Linked DNA regions of Rattus norvegicus: region 1 is linked to region 2. The links are chromatin contacts, called in public Hi-C maps. All regions are on one chromosome and are shown on one strand. Each heading gives the region's core, a stretch centred on a gene start, on an enhancer-like site or on the middle of the called end of the contact. The rest is flanking DNA. Distances are from core to core; before and after follow the strand shown. Region 1 holds the start of Snph (syntaphilin). Region 2 overlaps Snph (syntaphilin).

What was found. Hi-C and Micro-C count contacts between places; a contact is called where the count stands out from the background.
Region 1: a contact with region 2 is called in a Hi-C map of prefrontal cortex, with 1.7 times the contacts expected there. The contact joins the promoter of Snph here to the enhancer-like site in region 2. A contact is called at or near these places in 2 of 12 Hi-C or Micro-C datasets (frontal cortex and prefrontal cortex).

Annotation. Positions count from the first base shown.
Region 1 is chr3:160,598,197-160,601,541 of GRCr8, forward strand. Snph (syntaphilin) reads right to left here and starts at 1,532. Exons shown (of 6, transcript NM_001106525.3): 1 at 1,363-1,532; 2 at 1,055-1,161. It overlaps Snphl1 (syntaphilin like 1), which reads left to right. Exons shown (of 2, transcript XM_039106658.2): 2 at 968-1,450. The coding sequence ends at 1,431.
Region 2 is chr3:160,564,764-160,567,998 of GRCr8, forward strand. It overlaps Snph (syntaphilin), which reads right to left. Exons shown (of 6, transcript NM_001106525.3): 5 at 803-952. Among named protein-coding and RNA genes, the nearest start is that of Snphl1, 29 kb to the right of the region's middle. Within about 2 kb of position 1,883, at least 10 of the 93 cell types and tissues checked have an H3K27ac peak or open chromatin away from gene starts, as enhancers often do. A contact at or near this core is called in prefrontal cortex, where this site is marked.

The sequences.
Region 1 (3,345 bases), core at 282-2,781, 33 kb after region 2:
GTCAGGGCGCGGGGTATTCCCCAAAGAATCCTCTGATGCCTCCAGTGTGGTGAGACCCACAAGGTCAACATTTCACTCTAGAAATCCAAAGTCAAAAGGGAATAACCAAGGGGACCCCAATTATTTCAAGGGCCTAAACTTGAATGGTTTTAATAGACAAGTCTCCAGAGTTATTGAAGCCACGCTCAAGTGATATATTGAAATTGTACGGTTCATCTAGCCCAGCTCCGGCACAGAACAGACAAGCAGACAGACACCCACACCCAAAAAATAGTAAGATGGCTACTTGGAGCCAACCAGCAAGTTAAGGCCCAGAACCTCAGGTTCTCTTACTTCCTTACACCCCTCGACTTACAGAGACTAGCATTTTCTGGGAAACTCCTCCAACCCACCCAAGTCTGTACCCCAAGTTGGGCAGAGAAGGCTAAGGAAACAGGCGGCACGTGACCAGCAGGCTCTCCACCCCTGCAGAGTTGAGGCAGGGGAATGTGGGGAGTTTTCAGGCTGGCAGGTGTTGCAAGCCGTCTGGCTCCCTGCTAGGGAGTGGAAAGAGAAAACAATATATACCACGGAAGCTCCAGGGAGACTGAGGCAAATTTCCCACTCTAGGGATCATGGGAAATTCTACCAGATCTACTGCAGGGCTCTGATGTTTTTCAGTGGGCAAGATAGGAAGGCAGTCGTTGACGCTTGACCTTGGGGTGGGTGTGCGGTTCCAAAGAGAAGCTCACATGTTTGCAGAATGCCAGAAGAGAAAAACAAACAGGAAGGGCGAGGGGTTAGTTCCCTAAAACCCACCTACTAGATGTTAAAGAAGACCCTGGGCGTCTTCCCTACTGAAATCAGCATCCTCTAATTAATTAGTAAATTTCACGCTAGGGAGAGGGGTGCTTACGAGGATGTAGGGGGATGGAGGGAGGCTAGGGATGAGTCACGTTAATCCCCTCCTCGGCTGGTGCCCCTACAGGATCGCGCCGCAGCAAGCGGTCTCAAGCTGTCCCCGGCGGCCGCGGAGCCACAGAGGCCCCCTCCAGCCCCGCCGCGGCCTCCTCACCTGGGTCCACTCGCCCTCCGCAGTCCCGCCGGCTCGCACGACTCCGGCGCAGCTTGGCGCAGCGCCTCTGCAGTCGCTGCAGCAGCCGCCTGACGATGATCAGCAACCTGCGGCGGTGGGGAAGAGAGAGACAGGGGCGGGTGAGCGCCGGTAGCCGCAGCCTGCAAGCTCGGAGGACACGCTGCCCGCCGCGGGCTAGGGCAGTTCCAGTGCTTGGCCGGCGCCCCGCACCCCCGCACTTGCACTCCTGGGTGCGGCGGGTGAGGCTGGGCGGTGGGCCCGGAGGTCCCCGGGGTCCTTGTCATCACCTGCGAAGGCTTCCATGGTTTAGGCTGCCCCGGGAGGGTAGCAGGATTGCTCTCCCGAGCCCCAGCTGAAGGTGGCTAGCGGGTGCTTGCTGGGGCTGGGGCTGGGGGGAGGGAGAGGTGGAGGGCGGGGGAGGAGAGGTGGATGGAGGGGATGAGCCAGTCGGAAGCTCGCCGGCAGCTGCGTAAACCTCCCGTCTTCACTTTCCTTCTTAAAGAGATAGTTGGTTTCGCTCTGAGAGCCGTGGAGCCAAGACTTCAACACGTAGGCATGGGGTCCTTTATTACCTCAAACTAGCTGTTGCACGGAGGTGGAGGAAGGGGCGGACTTCACAGGGTGTCTATCCCTTCAGCTTCTGGGCCTCCGGTATCTCACTCCTTGGCATACATTAAGTAGTAATATTATCTGGACGCTTTTAGAAACATGTTTTGATCTCCTAAACCAATTTGTGAGTAACAGGAGTTATTTATTGTGAACAGCTCTTGGCTTTAAAAAAAAATCTTAAATACCCTAAGGTATTTAAGAAATGTTATCCTTTACAGTATTAAAATAGTAAGCTGGAAAGATGTGCACTATACAGCTAAGTGATCCTTATTGTGGGTTCGTCTCCAGTCTGCTACCTGACATCAAAGGGCTCAAGGGACCACAAAGTTCAGGAAACTGGACTGCAACTGTCCATTTCTAGGCCTTCCATTTCTGACTGCGAATTAGTTAACCTGCTGGCCTGATTTCTTGCCCGCCCCACTGGGTGCAGTGGGAAGGGGCTTGGGCTTCCCCCTCGTGAGCCAGCCCTTTCTGATTAGCCGTGCCTTTGCTCACATCCTTCTGGGATTTCTTCTATCACCTTGTCATCTTGCCCTTCTTTTACCTCAACTCTCTGGTGTCCTCTTAAATGACATTGCCCATCACTCATTTTGCTCTCAGCAAATTCTTCCTTGCTGGGCCTCTACACCCAGCTTTTGTTTGCTGTCCACGGGTTTGGAGCAACTGAGACTTCCAGGTTGCTTCTTCCAGTCCTCAAAGTCTCTGCTCAGACACTGCTCTCTCAGGGAGGTCTTCTGCCATTGTCCACGTGACTGGATTTACAATCATCTAGGAAACATATGTTTGAATGTGTCTGTGAGGGTGTTTTCAGGGAGATTTACCTACGGAAGGAAGGCCCACTTTGGATGTGGGCTATGGCCCAGACTGAATAAAAGGTTAAAAGAGAAAGCTCGTTGAATAGGAACATTTATCTCCTTGCTCCGTGACTGAGGACACGATGTGACCATAAGCTTTCTGTCATGTCTTCTCTCACATGATAGACTACATTTCCTTCAAACCACAGCCAAAATAAATCCTTCCTTTCTAAAAGTTTCTTTCTGTCAGAGATTTGGTCATGGTCCTGAGAGAAGTAATATGCCTTTCCTCTTCCTTCCTTCCTCCATTTGTTCTTGCATGTGTGTGCGTGAGCGTATGTGTATACACCAGAGGTCTTTTTTTTTTCTTTTTTTTTTTTTTTTGGTTCTTTTTTTCGGAGCTGGGGACCGAACCCAGGGCCTTGCGCTTCCTAGGTAAGCGCTCTACCACTGAGCTAAATCCCCAACCCCAGAGGTCTTTTTAAAAACTACTCTCCGTCTTCGTTTTTGAGACAAGGTCCCTCAATGGGCACAGCTGGAGCTCACCCACTGATTCAGTTATGCCAGCGTTGCATGTCTGGTGTTGTACATGGGTGTTTAGCTTCCCCATGCTCACTGGAAGGCACTCGAACAGCTGAGCCGTCTCCCCCGCAGCCCACCCCGCCAAATGCATTTATGTCTGAGTTTTGTTGTATTTAATTATCTGTAGTTGAAAAAAAAAAAGACAGTGTTAATCTAGACAATCTATATCACCACCCTTAGAATGTACACATTGTGGGGGAAAGAACATTTTCCTCTTGCTGTATCGCTCGTATATGGAAGGTGGTCAGTAAATGTTGGCTGAGTCTGAGAGCAAAACTGAGCTTG
Region 2 (3,235 bases), core at 633-3,132:
GGCCCGAGCTCTACTCCCTTGTGATGCTTGGTCCAGCTCAGGGAACACTGGAGAAAGAGATAAGAGGTGGGGCAGCCCACCCTAACAGGACTCTTTGCTGCTTATGCCAGGGCCTCCTATGCATTCCATGCTGTCTTCCAACTTAAACTCAGTCTACTGAGTTCTGGCACAGCACGCATGGGCCATGCTGCTCAACCACTGAAGCGTCGCTCTAAAGATGAAACCACCAGGAGGGGCAGCACTAAGTGCCTACAGGAACCTGAGAATGAGCACAACTGGACCCGAGTCCCTAGGAGACCTCCAGGATGAGCAGGGCCTCACCCTTAGCATCTCCTGATCATCTAGAGGAAGGAAGTGGGCATGAAGGAAGGCTTCTGGGCCTAGGCTGACAGGCTGAGACACCTTTGTCTCACGCTGAAACCCATGTCTCTGTATAGAGAGAAGGGGGGGGGCGCTAAAAGGCTGTTTCTCACCCCTGGGGATAAAAAGTCAGATACACTCTGGTTCAGCAACTTGGGAAGATAGGATCCAGGGGAGAAGTTGCCACTTAAAGGAGCTGCAGGGCTATGGTAAGGGGTGTGACAGTCTAGCCCTTTTAGGGACCCCTTCCCACTGATCCCAAGCACCTGCCTAGAGCAGTCAAGGGAGTTTGGGGGCTAAAGCCTCTAAAGATGTGTCCAAATGAGTTTTTGCTGAGAGGAGGGTTCAGATAGATGGAGTAAGGGCGATACCCCAGGGCCCTGGCTCTGCTCAGGCTGGAGCTGGTGGGTGTCCCCAGGGCTTTCCCTTGCCTGCCACTCACCGATCCTGGAGCCGGTCCTGTGTGTCCTTGAGCCGGGCCTTCAGGTGCCGGATACAAACCTCCTTCTGCTGCAGTGGAGTCAGGTACTGCTCTGGGGTGGGAGGCTTGATGCCATGGTTGTCACTGCAGAGTGTGTACTTCATGGAGCGCCTGCAAGGGTGCGTCCATCAGAGGGGGGTGGGGGAGGAAGACGGCAGGCTGGGTGTAGGGCAGGGTCAGGGAGCAGGGGCCTCCAGCCTAACTCCATTCAGCTCAGCCTGTGCCACCAGCCCTCCTGCATGGGCCGTGAAGGTGCAAAAGACAGCCTTCTGCCAGGAGAGTTTAGTGAAGCTCCTCTGAGTGTAGGATAGGGACTCAAAGGCTCCTCTGCTTAGGGAAAAGGGACCTCTTCTGAGGCTTGTGTGTGCTAAGTGCTTTATGACACCATGTGTGGGCTCTCCCTGCAGCAGAAGGCTCAGGGAAGCCTTTGTCCTGTGAACACACATTCACTTCAGAGAGGCTGGCTCAAACATGCAGTCTCATGCGTCCTGAGCCCGGGCTGCAGAACGAACAGGGGGCAAGGGCAGGTTCCAAGAAGGCCTGGAGGATGAGGACTCACTTACAGAGGAGGTAACTTCTTCCTAGGAGGAGACACTCTTCTCCCTGCAGCTGACGGCCTATCTAGCATAGGGACAGGAATGGGGAGGGCAGACAGGCGTGAAGTCAAGGCCATTGTCTGCAGACACCCTGATGCACTCTCTTTACCTTCCTTTGGGAGCATACAGGTTTGCATTACAGACTGGGAGGTCTGGCCGATCCTTCTTCTTAAGAAATTCAGGGTGTCTCAGGTGTTGTACACCTGCATGTCCTCCTATGTGTACATACACCAACTTCGCATTGCCCTTACAGGCAATTGCCTGGTCCAGGATACCCACCATGTTATACACCTATGCTCTGGGGCATGTGAGAGACACATGTGGACAACTAGCAGCAGGGTCTTGAATGACAGCTGACTGGGTACCTTCTGCAACTGATACAGTGTGTCATACCACACCATTCTGGAGGAGTCTCTACTCAGAGGGCCGCTAGAGCCAGGATGGAGGGCTGGCCAAGGCTTTACTAGGAAGGAGAGCTCCCTGATTCCATAACAGACTGTGGTCCAGACGGTTCCACCCACAGCTTCCTGGCTGCAGGATCTGCCCTAGTTGGTTCTTGGTTTCAAACCCCAGGAGTGTTCCCTTACACTGGAGACTGGGTCTGCAGCCGTAACACCCTGATGCTTCAGAGGCTAGGAGCACTTAGGCTCAGCATAGACACTCCATAGGGCCAGAAAAGATAGGTCCCACGGAGACCCACTGTGGAAGTGGTCACGTTAAAGGCAGGTTTACAGTTTCACGCAAGACGCTATGTCGTATTTACTGTAGACTGCAAAGTGTTATAGGGAAGGAGGCAAAAGAGAGAGAAACCAGGTCATTCGGCCTCTCTTCCACTTGGCATGGGGCAAAGGGACCATAATTTAGCACATGCCACATCTGTAGCACATCTGCAGAGGCCTAGGCTCTCCCAACTTGGGTTAAGACCTCTTCAGAAGAGAAGAAGCCGTATAGCATCCTCCATTTAGACTGTGGCTGTCGTCCTGCCCTGCAAGGGATTTGACAGCTGGACACAGACCTGTGAGAGAGACCTGAGAGAGAGTCCTCAGCCTGGCATGAGGCAGGAGATGAAGAAGACAACATTAAACTGGTAAGGACGAGGGTTACAGTCAAGTGGGGGCTTTGAATGTTCTCAGCTGCTTTCATGGACGTTTTCCCAAGATAACATTCAATACATGTTTATAGTTTCTAGAGTCTCTCACTCTCTCCCTCTCCCTCTCCCTCTCCCTCTCCCCACTTTCTCTGTGGTGTGTTCATCCAAAATTAGAAGCATGTGATCGTACGTATCAGAGACAGCCTGACTGCAGTGAGGCCCTTAGGTGATGTGTCCTGTCCCCTCGAGGCTGCAGCCCTCCATTTTGGGCTACAGGACTTCTCCATGGGTGCTCGACCTGGGGTTTGAGCCCCTGGGGTGTGCCAGGGGCTTCAGATGGGAGATGTGTTATAAAACTGTTCGTAATAGACAAGTCTGGAAGCTTCCACTTTCAGGCTTTTCCAGATGCAGATCGGAAGCCCGAGGCTGGGCACATGTCTTACACATGACTATTTCCCTACCATCCACACCTTGGTGGAAACACCTGAGGTCTGTGGCTTTAGTGGCTGTGGCTATCACTGAACACAGATGACGTCTCTCTACTGAGAAGGAGCAGTCTGACTGTGGGACTGCAGTCAGAACACACCTGTCCTCTTGTGTTCATAACCCTCAGGCCTCACTGTGGTCCAGGATACACGGGCAGTCTGCAAACCCATTCGCTGATATTTCTGGATTATTAGGTCCATTTGATGGCAAAGAAAAAGTTAA